Regions from separate parts of the Pan troglodytes genome. Here region 2 is linked to region 1. A link is a contact called in public capture Hi-C data. All regions are on one chromosome and are shown on one strand. The core of a region is the stretch at or near the end of the contact, and the rest is flanking DNA. Distances in the headings are between cores, read along the strand shown.

The links. Capture Hi-C pulls out chosen DNA fragments and counts their contacts.
Region 2: a contact with region 1 is called in a capture Hi-C map of stem cell-derived neural stem cells, with 4 times the contacts expected there. The contact joins two enhancer-like sites. A contact is called at or near these places in 1 of 1 datasets of contacts at active chromatin or transcription factors (stem cell-derived excitatory neurons) and 1 of 1 other capture datasets (stem cell-derived neural stem cells).

What each region holds. Positions count from the first base shown.
Region 1 is chr2:197,932,377-197,935,872 of NHGRI_mPanTro3-v2.0_pri, reverse strand. It overlaps LOC107970884 (a long non-coding RNA gene), which reads right to left. Exons shown (of 4, transcript XR_008547350.2): 4 at 894-2,993. Among named protein-coding and RNA genes, the nearest start is that of FAM43A, 65 kb to the right of the region's middle. Within about 2 kb of position 1,977, at least 6 of the 24 cell types and tissues checked have an H3K27ac peak or open chromatin away from gene starts, as enhancers often do. A contact at or near this core is called in stem cell-derived neural stem cells, where this site is marked.
Region 2 is chr2:198,440,228-198,443,755 of NHGRI_mPanTro3-v2.0_pri, reverse strand. All of the region lies in intron 1 of XXYLT1 (xyloside xylosyltransferase 1), which reads left to right. Among named protein-coding and RNA genes, the nearest start is that of XXYLT1, 16 kb to the left of the region's middle. Within about 2 kb of position 2,160, at least 7 of the 24 cell types and tissues checked have an H3K27ac peak or open chromatin away from gene starts, as enhancers often do. A contact at or near this core is called in stem cell-derived neural stem cells, where this site is marked.

The DNA of each region.
Region 1 (3,496 bases), core at 728-3,227:
ACACTATTATCATAGGAGACACGAGCTCCATTCACACTACTGCCCCTGAAGAGCTTCCGGTAGGATGAGGCGTGGAGGTAGAAGGTAGCCATATTCATAATTCTGACCCAGTACAGGCCTAGGCTAATGTGTGTGTCTGCATCTTTATAACAAAAAATTTATAAAATAAAAATAAATAAATAGAAAAAGTTTATAGAGTAAGGATATAAAGAAAGGAAATATGGGCCAGGTGCAGTGGCTCATGCCTGTAGTCCCAGAACTTTGGGAGGCCAAGGTGGGTGGATCATGAGGTCAGGAGTTCAAGACCAGCCTGGACAACATGGTGAAACCCGGTCTCTACTAAAAAAAAAATACAAAAAAAATTAGCTGGGCGTGGTGGCATGCACCTGTAGTCTCAGCTACTGGGGAGGCTGAGGCAGGAGAATCACTTGAACCCAGGAGTGGGAGGTTGCAGTGAGCCAAGACTGTGCCACTGCACTCCAGCCTGGGTGACAGAGTGAGACTCTGTCTAAAAAAAAAAAAAGAAAGAAAGAAAATATTTGTATACAGTTGTGCAATACATTTGTGTTTTAAGCTCAGTGTTATTATAATACAAAAGAGTCAAAAAGTTTAAAAAGTTAAAAATGTATGAAGTAAAAAAGTTACAGTAAGCTAAGGTTAATTTATTTCGAAAAATAAAATTTCTGAGTAAATGTAGTGTACCCGAAGTGTCTTGTGTTTATAAAGTCTACAGTCATGTACAGCAACTCCCAGGCCTTCTCATCCACTCCACACTCACTCACTCACTGACTTGCCCAGAGCAACTTCCCATCCTGCAAGCTCCATTCATGGTAAATGCGCTGTACAGGTATATAGGTTCAGGGCACTTACTATGTACACATTTTAAAATCTATACCTTGCCAAGGTATACATTTTATTTTCTTTTACACTGTATTTTTACTGTACCTTTTCTATATTTAGAGACACAAATGCTTACCATTGTGCTACAGTTGCCTACCGTATTCAGTACAGTAACACGCTGTACAGGTTTGTACACTAAGAGCCATAAGCTACACCACAGAGCCTGGGCGTGTAATAGGCTACGCCACCTAAGTTTGCGTACACTCTACAATGTTCACACCACAATAAAACTGCCTAACCATGCATTTCTCAGAACATATTCCCATTGTTAAGTGAGGCATGATGGTAGATACACGGTAAAACATTTTGAAACAGTAAAAGAATAAAGAAACTATTATTTATAAACCCATCACCTGAGCAACCCTGGGTATTGTTTATTTACTTCCTTCTTTTTTCTTTTTCTTTTTTTAATTTGAGACAGAGTCTTGCTCTTATAGCCCAGGCTGGAGTGCAATGGCACAATCTCAGCTCACTGCAACCTCCGCCTCCAGGTTCAAGCAATTCTCCTGCCTCAGCCTCCTGAGTAGCTGCGATCACAGGCATCCGCCCCTATGCCCGGCTAATTTTTGTATTTTAAGTAGAGACGGGGTTTCACCGTGTTGGCCAGGCTGATCTCAAACTCCTGACCTCACCCACCTCAGCCTCCGTAAGTACTGGGATTACAGGCGTGAGCCACCACGCCTGGCCTCCTTCCCTTTTTTTTTTTTTTTTTAACCCAGCTGGGATCATGCCCTGTTTGTGAGTTTGAAACTGTTTTGGAGATTCATTTTTCTTATGTGCACAATGAACATTGTGAGCATAAAGCTTTTTCAATCACTTTTACAGGATAATTTCCCAGAAGTCCAATCGCTGGGTTAAAGGCTATGACTATTTTAAAGCTCCTGATGCATATATCATAACTCTTGTTAGCCCTTCTCCCCAGAGTTGGAAACTGAAGCTCAAAAGATTGAAATACACAGCAAAGCTGGACAGAAACCCTGGGCAAGGTATTCCACGTTTTGTGGTCTACGCTCAACAGCACAGCATGAAAGAGAAGGCGGCCCCCTCCTGCAGAGCCTCAGATTACTGTGCACTGATGAGGACAAGCAGCCCTGTGGGGGATGAAACCTGGAACAAAGGCTGGGGAATTGAAAGGACAGCCTGGGGTTCAGGACCGCTGAGTTTGACTGGGGGCTTTTCTGCAATTCTGTGACCCTGAGCAAGTCCCTTTGGCCTCAGTTTCAGCCTTGCAAAATGAGGGGCATGGACTGAGTCTAACACCCCACCCCTCTGCCCAGATGCATCACTCCCAAACCAAAAACAGAAACATTTTGGTTTTAGTTTTGCACAGAAGGACTAAAGATAATCCATTTTCTCCAGCTTGAGATAGTAACTGGTTGCTCTCTTGGCCATAAAACTGGTTGCTCTCTTGGCCATAAAACTGACCTGGCTGGATCTCCCAGCCAGCAGGCTGGGGTTCATGTGACAGCTAGCTCCAGAAAACAGGCCCCAAGCTGGAATCTGCCAGAGAGTGGCAGGAGAATGCAGTCCTTTCAAGATCAGGTCAGATGGTCTCAGCACCAGGCTCCGCTGTCTGCACTGTAAAGAGATTTCCCTGTCCACCCAGCCCTGGGGACAGACAGACAGATGGAGGGCGTCGGTACCAGCTGTCCAGGGCGCTGGTCTGCTGCCTGCTGTCTGTGTGCACAGGGGTGCTGATGGACAGCTGCCCAGCGCGGCCTGCGCAGGGTCCTGCGGGCGTCGAGGCTGCTGCTCTTGGTTGTTTATTCAAGTGGCCAGGAACTCAGGAAGCCACATCAGCAGTTGTGAAAATGGGACCAACAAAACAAGGTCGGTGGGGACAGCTGTTTGTCAGATGCCCCTGAACTTAAGTGTTTATCTGGCTGACACACAGACTGTCGTTTCCCAGAATGCAGAGGTGAGTGCCTCTGTTTGTGGTGGAGGGTCAAGGTCCTAGAATCCCACACGTGTGCGTCTCTCTCAGACTTGCTTTGAGCCTAGAACAATGGTTGCTCCCCTGAAGGAAGAACTGCCTCAGCTCTCTCAGAAAGAGGAATGGTGAGCTCAGGGCACGGTCTTTATGGAAGATGTACCTATGGAGCACCAGGAAGCCAAGTCACTGGCAGGGACCACAGGGCATGTCATTGCCATACGTAAAAGTACATATACACAGAAGAACACACTTTGCAAGAACATGTTCAAACAGAAAGGTAAACATATCAAAATGATGGTCTATGGGTTAAAAAAAAAAAAAAAAAGAATAGGATTCGGGCCTGGGGATAATCACCTTTAGCACAAGAAAAGAGGGGACATGCAGGGACTGGTCATGCAAATGCACTGTGAGCTGATTGAGGAATGCCACCAATTCCCAGGGCTTGACGGCCAAAGGCTTTTTAAATAAAGGAAAGAAAAAAAGACAAAAGCCAACCAAACACGGAAGATATCATTAAGAATGGCTTTTGGCCCCAATGCAGTGGCTCACGCCTGTAATCCCAGCACTTTGGAAGGCTGAGGCAGGTGGATCACTTGAGATCAGAAGTTCAAGACCAGCCTGGCCAACATGGTGAAACCACGCCTCTACTAAAAATACAAAAAA
Region 2 (3,528 bases), core at 911-3,410, 510 kb before region 1:
ATCCTGAGTTCTGGGTCTTCCTCTGACCCTGGCGTCTGTTAGCAAGGCCTTCTGATGTCTTTGCCTCAGTTTCTCATCCATAAGAGGAGTGGGGACGCTCCGGCTCTGAGTAACAGTCTGTTCTCTTCCAGGCGTGTATAAACAGTGCTGGGGGCTTACAGAGCTCATGCCCTTTCCAGACCCCATCCTGAATGTGCGGGTGAGAAGTTGCGGGGTGTGAGGAGGCTGCTCTTCCCCTCTTTCTGGGATAATCCCTGGAATGACCCTAGGTGAGGCTTCCGTGCTGACTTCCCTTCCGTCCTCTGGGAGGTACTGGTTCGTTCCTCGGGCCCTGCCCTGTGCGGGGCCGCACCTCAGGCCTGCGCGGAGCATGAGGGCGAGGGACTTGGAATGACCACAGCTGTCTCAGGTTTATCGTCACCGTCAATGAGCCACAGTTGCCACCATCGCAGGAGACCCTGGGTGGCAGGCACCATGCTGGATCCTGCTTTTCCTCCCTCATTTAACCTTGGAGCAGCCAGGCCTGTGAGGGGTAGCTAGTCTCCCCTAGGAAGAGGCTGCACAGATGAGCTTGCTTGGAGCCATGATTGGAGTCCGGCTTGCCGATTCTTGAGCACTCTGCCCGATGCCGGTTGATTTTGGCGGTTTGTTCTTGTCCCTCCAAAGCCAGGAATGCTCTGTGAGAGCTGGGGCCCCACCAGAAGGGTTCCCACGGTGCCCCTGTGCCTGCTGCTGGCTGGGTGGCCTCTTCCCCTGGTCAGCTGGGTGGCACAGAACAGGGGAATCCCAGGGCTGCCCGGGGTGGACCTTCCCTCCCTCCTCCAGGAGCTGCCCATAGAACAGCAGGGAGCCTCTTTCTAGGAGGTGGGATTTACAGGCTGAGATGGTGGAGCCCCACCTCCCTCATTTAGCTGCAGAAGAGGTCTGGCTTGGAGGGAGTCCAGACTCTGGTCCTGGAGTTGAGTCTATTCATGTTATCCATGAGAAAACTGGGGCCCAGAGAGGCCAAGCAACTTGCTCAGGGCCACACAGCTGCTCAGTGGACAAGGGAGACTGGGAGCAGCTCTCCTGTGCCCTCTCTGGTTCCCTGCACTCATGGTCTCCCCGCCTGCCTTCCCTTGTGTTCGGAAGCCAGTTCTACGCTGTGCTTGCTCTGTGCGCCGGTTTGTCTTCTGTTTTGGTTTCTAGCCTGACACAGCTTTTGGATCTCACCCACTTGTGACTCCCTGCAGTCGTCTGTGTTTTGTGGACAATGAAAGGCTTTGCTCCACGTCCACTGATCGGCTGCTCCAGAAGGAAGCTTTGCAGCCTCCTCAGCTGCAGGCCCAGAGTCATGGCTCCCTCCAACCCATTGCCTGGCCCTGCTCAGCCCACTTGGATGGAGCTGAGTCCCCAGCCCGACTGGGTCCTGCTGGGGGCTGAGCTCGTGGGTGCGAGCCGTGTGGGGTAGGGAACCCCGCTGCTGTCTCCCGCCTGGCTCTGCACTCCTGCAGCCCCAGTCCTGCCGTGACTGTCACAGGGATCTCCAGGCCTGGGCGGCGGCTCCCTGTTGTGCGAGCATGGTACTCGGAAACCGCCTTTTCTGCTGGTTTAGTCCGACTGAAGCTCCTTGCTGAGGGACTGCATTCCCTCTGCAAACCTATGGCCTTATGGGTCTTTCTGATGCTGCTGTTATCCCCTGCTCTGTCCGCAGTGCTGGTGAATTTCCCAGCCTGGGGCGGTTGGGGACAGGGTCCGAGTCTGACTTCTTTCTCTTTCCTGTGCAGCGGGTGTGGGAATGGGTGTGTGTCTCTTGGATGACTATGGTGTTGGCTACAGATGGGCCGCTTTAGATCCTGGCTCTACCTCATCTTTCTGGGAGGTGGGGGGTAGTTGTTTACATTCTCTGAACCACCTCCTCTCTGTAGCAGGGGCCCAGTCATATCACCTGCCCCAAAACATTGGTGTGGGGGCGACGTTAAGTGACTGAATGTGCATAGTGCAGCTGTTTGTGCTTGACGCGTGCTAGGTGGACCCTTAGGCACTGCCCTGGCCCCGTGAAGGCCCTGCAGGTCTGTGTCCCACCCTTGGTGGCTGTGCCCAGCTTTAGCATGCCACCTCATGGTCCTGCTCAGTGGCTCACCTGCTCACCCTGTGTCAGGTGCCAGCCTGGCGCACGTGGCTGCCCCTGAATCTGGGCCTTGCGAGCCTGTTGCCTGGATGCCCAGGTTCCAGATGCTTCACCTTGGGAAACAAAAGAGCAGTTTTGGCACAGAGATCCCGCAGCCTACAGACTTAATTATGCCCGTGGACGTGCTGAGCAAGAGTGAGAGGGTGACTGAGCCTGCAGAGGGCTCTGTGTGACGCCATGTGGCCCCCAGTTTCCTCACAGTGGAAAAGGAACAAGCTTCCGGCTCAGGGAATGGCTTCCCAGGAGCAGATGGTACTTTGGAAATCACCTCGTCAGGCTTCGAGCCTGCGTCCTGTGGTTGGGAGGGTGAGGGGCGTGTTGTTTCTGCTGCTGACCCCAGTTTCAGGGCAAATTTAACCTGTGGTCAGTGCAGGGTGGGGCTTTGGTCCCAGGCCCTGGGGCTGAGGCCCTGGAGAACCTGCCAGGCCTGGGCAGTCACTGCTGACGTCTGTGGCCAGAGTCTCCAAGCGCTGAGGGCCCCCTGGGGCCTGATTTATGGGGGTCTTTGGGGGACTTGTTCCAGCCTGGAAATGCGAGAGGGAAATCTCCCCACCCCCGGGGTGCTCCCTAGTGCACAGCTGGGCAGCGGGCACCCCCGTGACTTGTCTGAGAGCACCGTTTCCCTCTGGTGTTACCCTTTAAAACTCACTTCAGGGAAGAGTGATTGGCTACATAGTTGAATTTGCTGAGCAGCGTTTGCAGAGGATGTAAACTGCCAGGTAGGCTGGCCCTGCTTACTGGTCTCTTCTTCGGGCTCACTGAGTGACTGAGTGGCTTTCGCTTTGATCAGAAATGTGAACAGGCCGGGCGCGGTGGCTCACGCCTGTAATCCTAGAACTTTGGGAGGCCGAGGCCGGCGGATCACCTGAGGTCAGGAGTTCGAGACCAGCCTGGCCAACATAGTGAAACCCCGTCTCTACTAAAAATACAAAAATTGGCTGGGTGTGGTGGTGGGCACCTGTAGTCCCAGCTGCTCGAGAGGCTGAGGCAGGAGAATTGCCTGAACCCAGGAGGCGGAGGTTGCAGTGAACCGAAATCACAACACTGCACTCCAGCCTGGGAGACAAAACTCCTTCTCAAAAAAAAAAAAAAAAAAGGTGAGCAGTTGAAGATTTTAGAACTGATATGGCTCTCAGAGAGTTGGGAGACATTTTAAGGCAAATGCAAAATGAAAACATTTCTTTTGCTTAAGGCTGTGTCTTAAGCAGGGGCCTTGGGAAATGAAACGGGATCTTGCCGCTTCGCCTCCTGATTTCTGGAGCTGTTGACTTCTCAGCCTTTTTCTGTGACATGTGCAGCATCTGGACCTGATTTACGGGAGTCTTTGGGGGATTTGTTCCAGCCTGGAAATATGAGAG